Regions from separate parts of the Gossypium arboreum genome. Here region 2 is linked to region 1. The links are chromatin contacts, called in public Hi-C maps. All regions are on one chromosome and are shown on one strand. Each heading gives the region's core, a stretch centred on a gene start, on an enhancer-like site or on the middle of the called end of the contact. The rest is flanking DNA. Distances are from core to core; before and after follow the strand shown.

What was found. A called contact is a pair of places that touch in the nucleus more often than the background predicts.
Region 2: a contact with region 1 is called in a Hi-C map of leaf, with 4 times the contacts expected there. The contact joins the promoter of LOC108484298 here to the promoter of LOC108484332 in region 1. A contact is called at or near these places in 2 of 5 Hi-C or Micro-C datasets (both in leaf).

The regions. Positions count from the first base shown.
Region 1 is chr6:39,478,347-39,484,946 of ASM2569848v2, reverse strand. LOC108484332 reads left to right here and starts at 3,005. Exons shown (of 3, transcript XM_017788079.2): 1 at 3,005-3,181; 2 at 5,082-5,503; 3 at 5,603-6,600. The coding sequence starts at 3,081.
Region 2 is chr6:39,872,385-39,878,984 of ASM2569848v2, reverse strand. It overlaps LOC108484298 (equilibrative nucleotide transporter 3-like), which reads right to left and starts at 3,197. Exons shown (of 10, transcript XM_017788033.2): 1 at 2,969-3,197; 2 at 2,785-2,854; 3 at 2,571-2,675; 4 at 350-505; 5 at 113-256; 6 at 1-38. The coding sequence starts at 2,826.

The sequences.
Region 1 (6,600 bases), core at 1,756-4,255:
CCTCTATGTACCTCAGGCCAAGAGTATCAGCCTCAGAAAATAGGTGGCGTAAAGATGAAGAGAAGTCCTCCACAGCCTCAACAGGCACCCTTTCAGTTGCGGAAGCCACCGGAGAATCTTCGGGAGTAAGGGGAGGGGGAGTGTCCTCATTAATAGTAATCAGCGAGCTCGCTTGGCCAACGATTGGTAAGTCTATTGGAAGGGAAAAACAGATGGAGGTAACTACAGTAGTAGAGCCTTCACTATAAACTCTCTTCTTCTAGTGATGCTCTAATTGAGGACCACCCCCTTCCTCCTCGCTAGAGGGGTTAACACGTGCGGGCCCAGTTGAAGTCCTGCACCTCTTGCGACCACCACTTCTTAAAGCATTGATGTCTATGGCTTCGTTAAGCTCGTATGAGATGCTACCGCTGTCAGTGTCCCTTGAACTACCTTCACTACCCTGATTGCCCCTTGCACCACCAAGAACCCTAAGATCAGTAGAAGTAAGTGAAAAGTGAGTACCTCCTCCAATCCTCTCCTCTCGCTCAAATTTTGAGAGGGCAAAAGGACGAAGTGTTATCCTGTAATAGTTGTAGAAGTAGTTTGCAGGCTCCCTCAAACTTCTCATCAGTATCATCCCCAACAGGTTACAGGAATTGTAGGGCTAAGTGCCGCTTGCTAGTCGCCCACCAACTGACCGCGTGACCTCCTAATTGTCACCAACCCTCAACCATTCGGGCTAAGATCCTCCAAATAGAATTTGAAGACATTTTTGGCAGTTAGAACCTCCTCTAGGGCTAACATGAGACCAACGCGTAATCTATAATACTGCACGACAGCCTCATCAATGGCAAGGCTCCTCTAGAAAGCTCGCTAAGGGAGGACCATCTAGTGAGGAACCCAAATCCTTGGTCAAGTAGGCTTTGAATTTGGATATATTTCCCTTACTTCAAGCGAAAATTCTTGTATTGGTTTTTGATAATCGTTCGCGCCTTCGGACGAAGGGAAATAGTAGATCCTCACGGACTCTCCCACATCAGTCCATTTTAGTTGATACAGATGCTGAATGACGGAGAGCATAGGGACCTCACCTCACTGGCTACAATCGAGGAAATATGCCATGACGAGCCACTAAGAGAAATTAGAAAGCTGGTCAAGAGCGAGCCTGTAGTCGTTGAGAAGACTAAAAAGAAGGGGTGCAGAGAAAGGTGAAAGCCCACTTTCAGAACATTCAACAGAAGTAGGAAGTTGTCCTCCGTTGCCTCACGCACACAATGCGACCCCAAAGGAATGGAGAAGTCATAAGTGAAGTGAGAAAGCTCGATTCCTCTCACGACCAGAGCCCGCTTTATCTCCTCACGAGTTGTGATGCAAGCATAGGGTTTCTCAGTCACAATGATTGGAATCAGACAAGCTGAGACAATCTAGCTATAAGCTTCTCTCATTATACCATATTGTAATCAAAACAAGAAAGAAAATAGATATCAGAGTTAAGAAACAAAGAAATTCGTGAGATTACCTCTATTCTGATTTACAAAAATGCCAAACAATGAAACCTAAAACCTCGACCTTCCCTCTTTTAAAGAGAAACACCTGAAGCCGTTTGCGTACAGAAATGAACCAACGATCCAAATACAAGCATAGAAAAATGCTTCGTCTCTCAATAGCCGAATGTGCATGCCCAATGCCTGGATTTACACGAGGCAAGGCAGCTGTCATACACTATTTCCCCACAGTGTGCCAGGCAAGCTGCGTTTGAAATGGACCTAAGGCCCGCCACTTTATAACGTCTCTTAAGCCATTAAGGGGGGACTGAATTGTTAGGACTTAGGAACTAATAGCTTGAATGACTGATAGGATCAGGACCTTCGACCTAAAAGAAGAATGTTCGCCTACAGGCACAATCAACTGAGGACCTTACAGGAATGCAAGATATTCGCAGAGATAGCTCGCATGGAAAGGCTCACGTAAGCTTCACACAAACAAGGTCGCAAAAAGGAGCTCACGTAAACCTCGCAGGGACGAGGTCACGAGCTATGTCTGTGAAGAAGACCCCCACCCTCGTGACTAACAGGTACGAGGTTCACTGGGGGAGTCAGTCCCAGGGTTAGAAAGGACCGTGTACTCTACAGGCAAGAGTTCAATAAGCTAGAGGAGGCATAGAAAATATCTGCACCAAGGACATAGAATGTCAATGCCCTTGGCCCAAAAGCCAAGACAAGATAGTGGACCCTATTGTGAAGTGTAACAGTAGCGGTAGGAATTATGTATAAATACCGTATGTGTTTTCCTTAATACAACATGATCAAATATTACTCAACAAGTTGTAATAAGATAAGTACTAAAATAGTTCATTATTTAATATATAAAAATGTTGAATAAGTAAAAAAGTGTTAATTTATGAAATATTTTATATTTAATGAAAGGAAAATGCTTGATAACTCTACACATTTCTCTTTTCACGAGTGGGTAAAATATTTTGGATATTTTTATGAATATAGTATTATTTTTAAAGAATAATATATTTACCAAATATTTTGTATTTGTAAAATTATAAGGTACATTTTATAAAAAATTTTTATATTTACGAAATAAAATTAATTCAAAAAATTTACATGAAAATACTTTATAAAATATTTCACGAAATAAAATAATTTACAAAATAAATTCCGAGTAAAATTTGGCATGTAATTTTACAAGAACAATATTTTAAAAATTTTACAATTCTTTTTTATAATTGTCACAACTCTCGTATTACCAAGCTAATGTAAAATCATCTTGAAATTATCCCAATTATAATAATATCATATTAGAAGCTGAAGATGATTTTGTACATTGGAACCTGAAAAATAAGGTTACCACTTACCAACCAAACACTCCCTGACAATTTATTCCATGCAACTTTTTCAGCGACGTCCATATATAAAAATAAAATAATACACGATTGGGCAGTAAAGAAACACAAGACGAAAGTCCGTAAGGATAGCATTAACTCAGGGACAAAAAGGGGGCTAACTCGTGGCCACGTTGCTGCTACTATCTGACAGTAACAGCCGGGCCCCACAGCAGCATGTCGTTGCCTTGCCCGCTGCCCCTACATGTTCCAATCCCCGCACTTTCAACTCCGTTCTGTGGAAAAAGATAGAAGACAAGTTATCGCTGCCGGCCCACACCTACTTCCTCAATTCATTTATCACTGGTAAGTATGTTTGGTCTTCCTTTTTGATTGGTTTTGGGTATTTGATCTTCTGCCATTTCATCATAATATAAATTCAAGTTTGATCCTTGAGGATAGATGGAGATGAGTATACTTTGTTTTATGTTTCCAGATGGTATTAGATTTGATTGGTAGTGACGTTTTTGGGGTGGAAAAAGAAAGATGATATATATCGTGAATTGATGTTGTTTTCGTCTTTTTATTCTTTTCTCGCCGTGATTTAACAGTCACGAATCTCTTGCTATTTGCCTGGAAAAAAGTAAAGGTTTTGGCGATTAGATTTAGTGTCTGATTTCACGGCTTTCTAGCTGAGAACCCTTTCTTACCGGGTCCAGCCATACCTCGGCCGACTGGGTTTCACCTTCTATTTATGATTCTCGGGAATCTGTGTCATCATCATCGGTCGATAAGGTTGGTCTAAAAGAGAAAAATAAATTCAACATAAAACAATTTTTCTTTCAACTCATTTATTTTAAAAAATTTTAGATGATTACTTATCTTAATCCATAAAATTATACATCCTTAATGCATCACATGTTAACTCTTTATAAAAAGTTTATTGGACAATATTATACAATTTTAGTGTAGTTTTAGGCATGACAAATAATGTTTGAGAGTTGATAGGTGTTATATAAAATTATAGTAAAATATTTAAAATTAGTTATTTAGAAAAAAGTATGTAAATTTTTGTGAAAAAAGAGAGTATATTGTCAATATATCAAATACTTACTCAAAATTTATATATAATGAATACTGTTGAGTATTTGATATATAACAGCGTACTTTTTTAACTCTACAAATAATATTATAAATTTTCCGCATGTCTTAATTTTTTATATAATTTTTAATTTTACTATACTTTATATAGGCCCAATTTTATTTATGAAAGTTTTAAATTTTACTAGTAGTATCGAAATTTTTAATTTTTAATTTTATATATTATCTATGTATGAAATTATGATACAACTATTTAAAATGAACATAAGTAGATTTATTTGTAAAAACTTTAAATGATATGTTAAATTTTAGTTTATTGATAATGCATAAAAATATTGTGTAAATTATTAACATTTTAGCAAAGGGTTTATATTTGATTGATTATAATATATAATTTTATACATTACCTTGATCATACATGCAAGGTTTTATTTTATTTTATATATTGAAGAAAACCAATTAATTACTTGTCTAAATCTTGAGCAACAAATATTGCAAGTGGATGGTTTTTAATCAAAATTAACGTCATGGTTAGCTACTATTAGCAACTACCTCATAACTATTTGAATTACTATCTTGAATATATTAAATATTAACTCTTTAGTAAAAGATTTATATCTATTTATATTTAATAAAATTAACTGTATATAATTTTATAATTAATGAAATTATAAAACAATTATTTGAAACGCAATAAAGTGAATTTAATTTTAAAAACCTTAAATGGTATATCATCTAATTTATTAAAATTCATAAAATTATATACAATTAATGTATTAAATATTAACATTTTAGCAAAAATTTTATTTGATCCACTTGTAATGTGTAATTTTATACAAGGTGAATAAATCAAATGAGGACCCAAATAATATTTTATTTGAAAAAAAAATCTATTTTTTCGTAACAAATATAGCAAGTGCATGGTTTTTTAATAAAAATTAACGTCATGGATTAGCTATTATTAGTAAGTAACTCAAAAATGATTACTTGTGGTTTAAAACCATTCGGCCTGTCGAGTGGGGTCATTCTTTAATTTTATTTTATGCCTCAAAGAAGCCCATTCCACAAACAATTTCCTTTAATATCCCTTTCCAATCCCACGAGCGGCCCACAACCGCCCACTTTAAATTACTGAAAAGCGATCATGTGTGGTCAACTGCTGTAGGACTATCCGAAACAAGGGTTCCGATTCTTCTGTCATATCTGATTTCTCACAGCCACTTCTCCTGATTTATTCAGCCTTCAAAGCTAAGACATTCTTCAACGGAGAATCCAACGCACTTAGTGTCACTTTTCTTTTATCTGTTGTGCTTATAGCAGCAGCAGGTAACTACCACCTCATCAACATGTCGTCTCACCACCTCTCTGAGTTGGACTCCACCACCGATTCCGTCGCGTCCTCTCCACGCTCCGAGCACCATGCTCCTCATGATGCCCGTGTACGGTTCATGTGCAGTTTCGGCGGCAAGATCCTTCCACGTCCACATGATAATCAGCTCCGTTATGTCGGTGGCGATACCCGCATCGTTGCCGTCCATCGTTCCACCTCCTTCGCAGCTCTCCTCACCAGGCTGTCTAAACTCTCAGGTAATCCAACAACAAAAGAGAATGGATTTTCCTTTGTTTTTATTTTTTAATGACGTCATATTTGATTTTAATCTGATCTTACTTTTGTTTTGTGGTTAGGAATTGCCAACGTGAGTGTTAAGTATCAGCTTCCAAACGAGGATCTTGACGCGTTGATTTCAGTGACGACCGATGAGGATCTCGAGAACATGATGGAAGAATATGATCGGCTAGCACAGAATCATAACTCTCGGTTAGCTCGGTTGCGGATTTTTCTTTTCTCCAAAGGCGATGACTCTCGAACCAGTAGCATCAGCTCACTTTTGGACGGTTCGGTTAATCGTGAGCACTGGTTCTTAGACGCTCTTAACAGTGGAGCCAATGCATCTGGGCTCGAACGCGGCCGTTCCGAGGTTTCCTCGATTGTATCGGAGGTACCCGATTATTTATTCGGGTTGGATAACTCCGATGAGGCCCAACCCCGTGGCCCGAAATTAAGTACACGTCAGCTCTTGCATGAGAATGTCTCGGTTTCGGACCCGGGTTCGCCGGCCCCGGTTGTTTCTTCATCGCCCTTTTGTTCCACCTCATCAGCTCCAGTTGTTGTACCTTCAATGCCAGATCTGCCACCGGTTAAGACTAAACCAGATAACCCCGAACCGGGTTTTGAGTCAAAGCAGAATCAAATAGAGAGCTTGATGGAGCAACCCGTTTCGCAGCCAACGACATATTCGGGTAGTCCTATGTGGCACTATATTCCGGGTTCTCATTACTCTGTACCTCCCGCTCAACAAATACCTGTATATTATGTTTCGGGTCCAGTTCAACCGGGAAATCCGCAGGTTCAACCTGTTCAAATCCGGCCACAGTATGTCCAGCAGTATCCAATGTCAACGGGTCAAATACCGGTTGGGTATCATCGGCCGGTTGCTGGTGTGGGTCAAGGATACAGGCCAGTAACGCACGTGGACCCTTATGATCCCGCATTAAGAGTGGCTCCTGATGGTGTGAAACAACCTATATATTATGGAGTTAGAAATGCGGGTGCAGTGCCAGTTTACTCAGGAATTGTGGTACCGGGTGGGGAGGAATTGGGTAGAAGCGGGTCGGATTCAACA
Region 2 (6,600 bases), core at 1,948-4,447, 390 kb before region 1:
GTCAAGGCACCAGATGCAGCCAAACCAGCAAAGAAGGACTGAATCATAAAACCAACAATTAACCGTTAAATCAACTGTTAATCAAGTGTTAAAGAAAATAAAGAAAACCAACCTGGATAAAGTCAGGGAGCATGAAAGACAAATCGCCAACAATTCCACCTTGAACACAGGCATCTGCAACTCCAAAAAAAGCAACAATAACACATATACCAATGAAAGATCCAAGTCCTCCTCTCCCTGATGTAGCTAAATCTAACTATCGAAGAAATGATGGGGGGAAAAATAGAGGTTAGTTGGAGAATGAAGTGGATGATGGAGTGTGTAAAATAAAGGAGCAGTTTTACTTTACCACTAAGAGCATGAAAGTACTTGCAACGAAAAGTGAGTATCCAAATATGTTCCTCCGTCTAGTATTAATCTTTGATTCGTTGTATGCCAATATTGACATTGTTCCAAAGGCAAAGGGTTGATAAACCAGAGTAAGCACCCTTGAAGGATGGTAGTCCTTCAAATGCAAACATACACATCATCAGATTAGGAACTCATTTTTATGAGATTTGGATAATATATGTATTGAACTATTGACAGAACAACGACGTTTAATGCTTGGAATATGCAGTTAATTAACATGATAGTGAATGTATCTTTGTGACAATTAAAATGTCACCCTGTAAAACGAACTATAGTTATGAAATAGTCATTATTTATATTAAAATTATTAATTTTAAAAAATTCTTATTTGAAATTTTTAAATTAATTTTAATCTATTAACATTAAAAGTTATAACTAATATTCATAATACCAATATAAATTCACAAAAGTATAAAATTAATTTCAACATAATAAATTAAAACAGTTAATTAACTAAAATGATTAATATGAGTAAACAAATATAAACTAAGAAAATAAAGGAAGTATTCCAGAAAAAAGTAAAGAAAGTAAATATACAAAATGTGAATAAAAGACAAGCAACGAAGATAGATATAAAAGTGACAAATATGAAATAGACTGGTTTATTTCAATGTTATACTAATAAACTGATCAGATTATCAATTTTTCCTTAATTAATTCAATTGTAGGTTGAATAATAATTAAATATTAAAATATTATAAAATTCATTCAACCATCAATTTTTATGTAATAATTCATTGAAAGACTTCTAGCCTATATCAATTAATTTTTATCGAATTAATCTAATTAATTTATCTGATCTAATTCCAATAACAACAATTTATGTATCAATAATTTGTAAGAATTTTAGATAGTTAAAACAACATAAAATATTAAGAAAAAAATTATACATATATAGTTTAAAAACAAAACTAAAGATTACTTAAATACACAAGTAAATTCAGCCCTTTATGTTTATTCTAATTTTCTTTTCATTTTTAAATTTTTTCAAATATCTTTTACATTTTTCTATTTAAACAGTATCGAAAAAATATAAATTGAAGTTTTTCTTATTGCAGAATTATTTTATTTTTTTGCCACCATCTCTATTTTTAACTTTAAAAATAGAATATTTACCATTTTTAAACTTCGTATAATCTCCTTTATCCTCGTTTGTTGCAAGTAAACATATAAATCTTCTTTTATTGTTGTAAATCATCCTATTATTTTCACAAAATTCACAAAAATGGATTTATTTTATCATATTATGCATAATTGCTCATATATAAATATGTATTGTTATCAAAATATAAATTAAAGCCAGCCAAATATAATAATATTTTATGAGTTTACATCCCACTATTTATCTTTTTATTTTAATTATCCAAAAAATTTCCAAATTTAATTATAACAATTTTTTATCATCAAATTTTAATATTTATGGTTTGGGGTTTTATTAAAAATATATTTTACACGTGTTTTTCACAATTTTTGGGTTTGATTTTGTTTTAATAAAAATCTAATCATTTATCAATATAATTGTACTTATTATTTTGTAAATTTTAATCTAATTCGATATTTATCATATTGATCTAGAATATTATATATATTAATATTTATTAAATAATTGAAAGTTTTTATATAAAATAAATAATCAGAAAATTTTAAGCTACAATACAAAAATATATAAAACTGCTGTAAATGAATCCTTTCATCTAAAAATATTATATAAAAGGAAGAAAGAGAAAATAGAAGGAAATGAAGGTAATGTTGAGTTAACTTATAAATTTTTACTTGATAAATAATATTATTCTTAGAAATAAGAATAAAAATACCATTATTAAGAAATTAAGATTTAATAATAAAACACACACAAAAGCCCAGCCGGATTTTGCATAAATAGAAAAAGATCAATTGAATTTGACCATGACACAACTTTTATGAACTTATACTAATAGTCAATAAATATAACTCTACTATGGGATAAATATTAAAATTTTCATTATCTTATGTTTTAAATTCAATAAAAGAGAAAAGAATATATTATAATATCTGTGGAAAGATAAAAAGACGTAAACTTGTAATTCAAAAAAATTAAAATTTATGTTTAAAACCATATATATCATTTGAAAAAAATTAAAGAATAAACATTAAACACAAAGTAAGAAGAGTTTACTTACAGGAAACAAATTATAATAATAATCTCCCATTGTGAGCATACTATTCCAAGAGATGAGAGATCCAAATCCCAGAATCCAACAAACAATCATGGCACTCAGTTTTCCCTGATTTTTTTTTAACAATAAACTAAGTCAATAATACATGTAATTAAATTTAAAAAGATAACTCTAAGCTCATTGATAACTCAAACGAACAAGACGAGAAAGCACAAACCTCAAGCCTTGAAGGGGATTCTCCTCCATTAACATTAGTCATGTTTACTTGCTGGGTATTCTTCAAGATTCTGTCAGAAAACGAAGACCTTAACTTTGTAGGGATAATCAAAACTGGGTGTTCTTCAACCAAGGAGGGTCATAAGCAAGAATGGAAAAAAATATATATACACAGAAGAGCTTACAGTTATATTTAGAAGGATGATGTGAAGTGTGAACAGCTGAATAGTATAATAGAGGGTGTGAAAGGCAACAACATGACTTTGTAAGGGAAAAACAATAAATGAAGGAAGAGATACCATTATATAAATAAAGATTCTTTTCCCTCTCTCAAGAAAAGGAAATCCATATGTACAAAAACAAAATTGATTATAATTTATGATGGGATCCGTTTTAGATCATTATATTTAATGCATTATTTTTATTAATTATTTATCATATTAATGTTGTGGCCGAGTTAAGCTTTGCTGGATCCGTATACGAAAGTTATGGAGTTAAGGTAATTATTTATTGATATGAATAATTTAAAGGTATAATTTTAATTTTTAATATTTATATTTTTTATTTTACTCTTTATTTTTAAGTTAAATTTAGTTTTCAGAAAACAATTTAATTATTTTTATGAAAATATTAATTAAATTATTTTTAAAAAATTGTCCACATATTTTAGGCTAAATTTTTTAAAAAATTATGAACTTTATTTTATTTTTAAATTTTTTATAATTTTTAGATTATTTGTTGGCATAGCATATTAGACAAATAGTGACACGTTAGCATGAAGCGCACGTAAACTGTCATGTGAGTTGTTATGCCAATATTATTAAAATTAATATTTTAATTAATATTTTCATTTTTAAAGACTAATAATCAAATTTAAATAATAAAAATAAAAATTAAATTAATAAAAATATAAATATTAACTACTAAATTTATCATTATACTTAATTTGAAATAAAAATTTTGCTTTATATAAAAGATTCTTTCCTTATTCATGAAAATTACAAAAAAATTCCTTTTGGGATGAAATTAGTGTGATTGCTGGTGATTCCAATTAAGCAACTTGAATTATTACACTTACTTATTTAATGATATTGAAATTCGATTTATATCTAATGACTAATGATCAATATGTAGTTGAAATTTAAAAGAAAATAAATTTTAAAAGAAAAGTTACATTCAATGATTAATATTCGCAATTAAATTAATAAATATTCAAAAGGCGCAACTCAACTATAATCATCACAAACATATATATTTATTATTATTGTATTAAAAATAGGATTTAATCAAAGGAGTTAAGACGATGAGAGAAAATATTTAGTAGGAGTATTTTGTGCTCCACTGTATAAGAAAGTCAACAAGATAAGCTGAGGTATTCTTTAGTGCCAATTAATGAATGTGAACTCCAATAGGTGGAGTTGGGAGAAATGGAAATAAGGTGGAAAAGGCAGATATAAAAGAACAAAGCAGCTGTCATCGTAAATGGGCAGTAACCGAATTTTTTAAAAAAAAAATTGAGTTCAAATGAATAAAAAATAAAATCATTTTAAAATTTAACTTATTAATTTGAATTCAAAATTATCATAACTATCATTTGCAGAAGAAAGGCAAGCAATAGTTATGGACCTCCTCGGCATGTGTATCGATGGAACGATCAGCGCATAGATATTTATTAATGTAAAAGCATACCATATGATTAGATATTGATGGCCATGGAATTATGATAAGGAGTGGCCCACATGGGCAGCCTCCAAGTTTCCAAGCTAAGGCAACCTAGCGATTTACTTTAGGCTACCAAAAAAAGTAAAGAAAATTAAGGATAACCCAATGGTAAAATTAGTGGTAAATACCACTTTTTAAAAAATTTAAAAAATATATTGTTTTTAACTCTATTTAATTTTTGAATTAAGGGTAAGGATGTTGATAATTCAATTAAAATTTAATTAATCATTGAATCGATTTAATTTAGTCAATTGATTAGTGGTCAAATTTAATTTAATTAAAAATTAATTAATAATTTTTAAAATTTTAATTATCAATTAATTTAACTTAAAAATCATGCAATTAATCGAAATAAAAGTGATTAGAAAATCGTTTTTTCTTCAAGAGTTGACTGATAAAGTGGCACCTAAAATTTGAGTTTTTGCTAACTTTTTCTAATATGGAGAGTGATTGGTTCAATTGTTTTATATAAAAAGTTTAATTATGCTCCTACTTTACAGTTTTTTTTATATTTTTAATATTAGAAAGTTTAGTGGATTAAATAATCAAATGATTTTTGTTCAATTTAATTATGACATTTTAAATTAAAAATTACTTATATGGTGAATATTACTATAATAGTCTAATTTTGGGTTTAGTCGAACAGTGCTTTCGAGACTACAAATTTGAAGTCAAGAAATTATTTTTATTATTATTTTGGTGTTATAGCATGATTATATTAGTGCATGAAAATTTTGGTGAGGTAATTTTAGCATTTGTGAGCTTAATTTCGAAAAATGACTAAATCGCATAAGGGGTAAAAGTTATATTTTACTTGATAGATGTACCACATAGCTAGAAACCAAAATTGGGGGTCTTTAAAGTGCAATTAGACCCTTTAGAAGCTGATGGGCGGCCATAGGGGACAAGAAAATCAAATGGTCAAAGGAGTTGTTAACTTAATGTATGATAAAATAATACCCTAGAGACTAGCCTTGATCTTTTTCATTCTTTCTTTCTCCTCCACCAAAATTTTCAGCCATTCTAAGGGTTTTGGAAGCTTGAAATTTCAACAACTTATATCTCTCTCAAGTAAGTGATTTAGATGCGTATTTTGATAATTTTGGTACTTTTAGAACCCTTATGGCATGAGCTAGCTAATGAGGGGACCATTTTGCAAAATGGTTGATAGTCTAGGGATTTTCAATGAAAGGATTTATGATGTTTGCTGAGTTTTTATGGAAGAAAATGAATCTTAGTTGTGTAGTAACCAACTTTTGTGAAAAGACTTCTCATGAAAACCCTAATAGGACCATTTTGTAAAGTTTGTAAAATGAATAGTAATGTTGTTAAACAATGGGAATTTTGGGTCACTATAAGAGTAAAAAAGGGGTCAGCTAGGCTTAAGATTTGAAGAAATTCAATAAAAATCGATTTTCGAGCTTAGGGGTGAAATGGTCATTTTGCCAAAAATGTGAATTTATGATTGCTTAAATTTATTTAGAGGTTAAATGAGTAAATTTCATTATTTTAGATCAAGAAACACGAAAACTGGACTTAGACTAGGGGAAGGCCAAGCAAGTAGAGTAAATCGTCTAATTACCTACATTTTGTAATCTGATGTAAGTTGTATGTTAATAATGCAACTATATTGTTATGATGTGTAATTGAATTGATATTGCATAAATTGTTTTGATTGTGAATTTGAGTATGCATGTTGAGAAATTAATGAAATAAAGACTCTTGGTTGAACATTAGGAATAAATTTGTGTATTCATGCCATGACATTGGGTGATATGTGTACTAGTGTAAGACATGCCTGGGACATGCATCGGCCACATTATGAGAATCAGTGTAAGACATGTCTGGGACATGCATCGACATTGAGACGAGAGTTAGTGTAAGACATGTGTTGTAACGCCCCCACGCCGGAGACCATCACCGGAGTCGAGCTTGAGGGGTTACCGAACATAATTTATCAATTTAAGAACTTCAAATCATTTGTTTCTACATTCACAGCTTTCTAGCTACTCGCGTCACAGTTACAAGAAAAATCATATCTCGAGATACGAAACTCGAAATCAAGATCCGTAAATTTTCCCTGAATCTATACTCA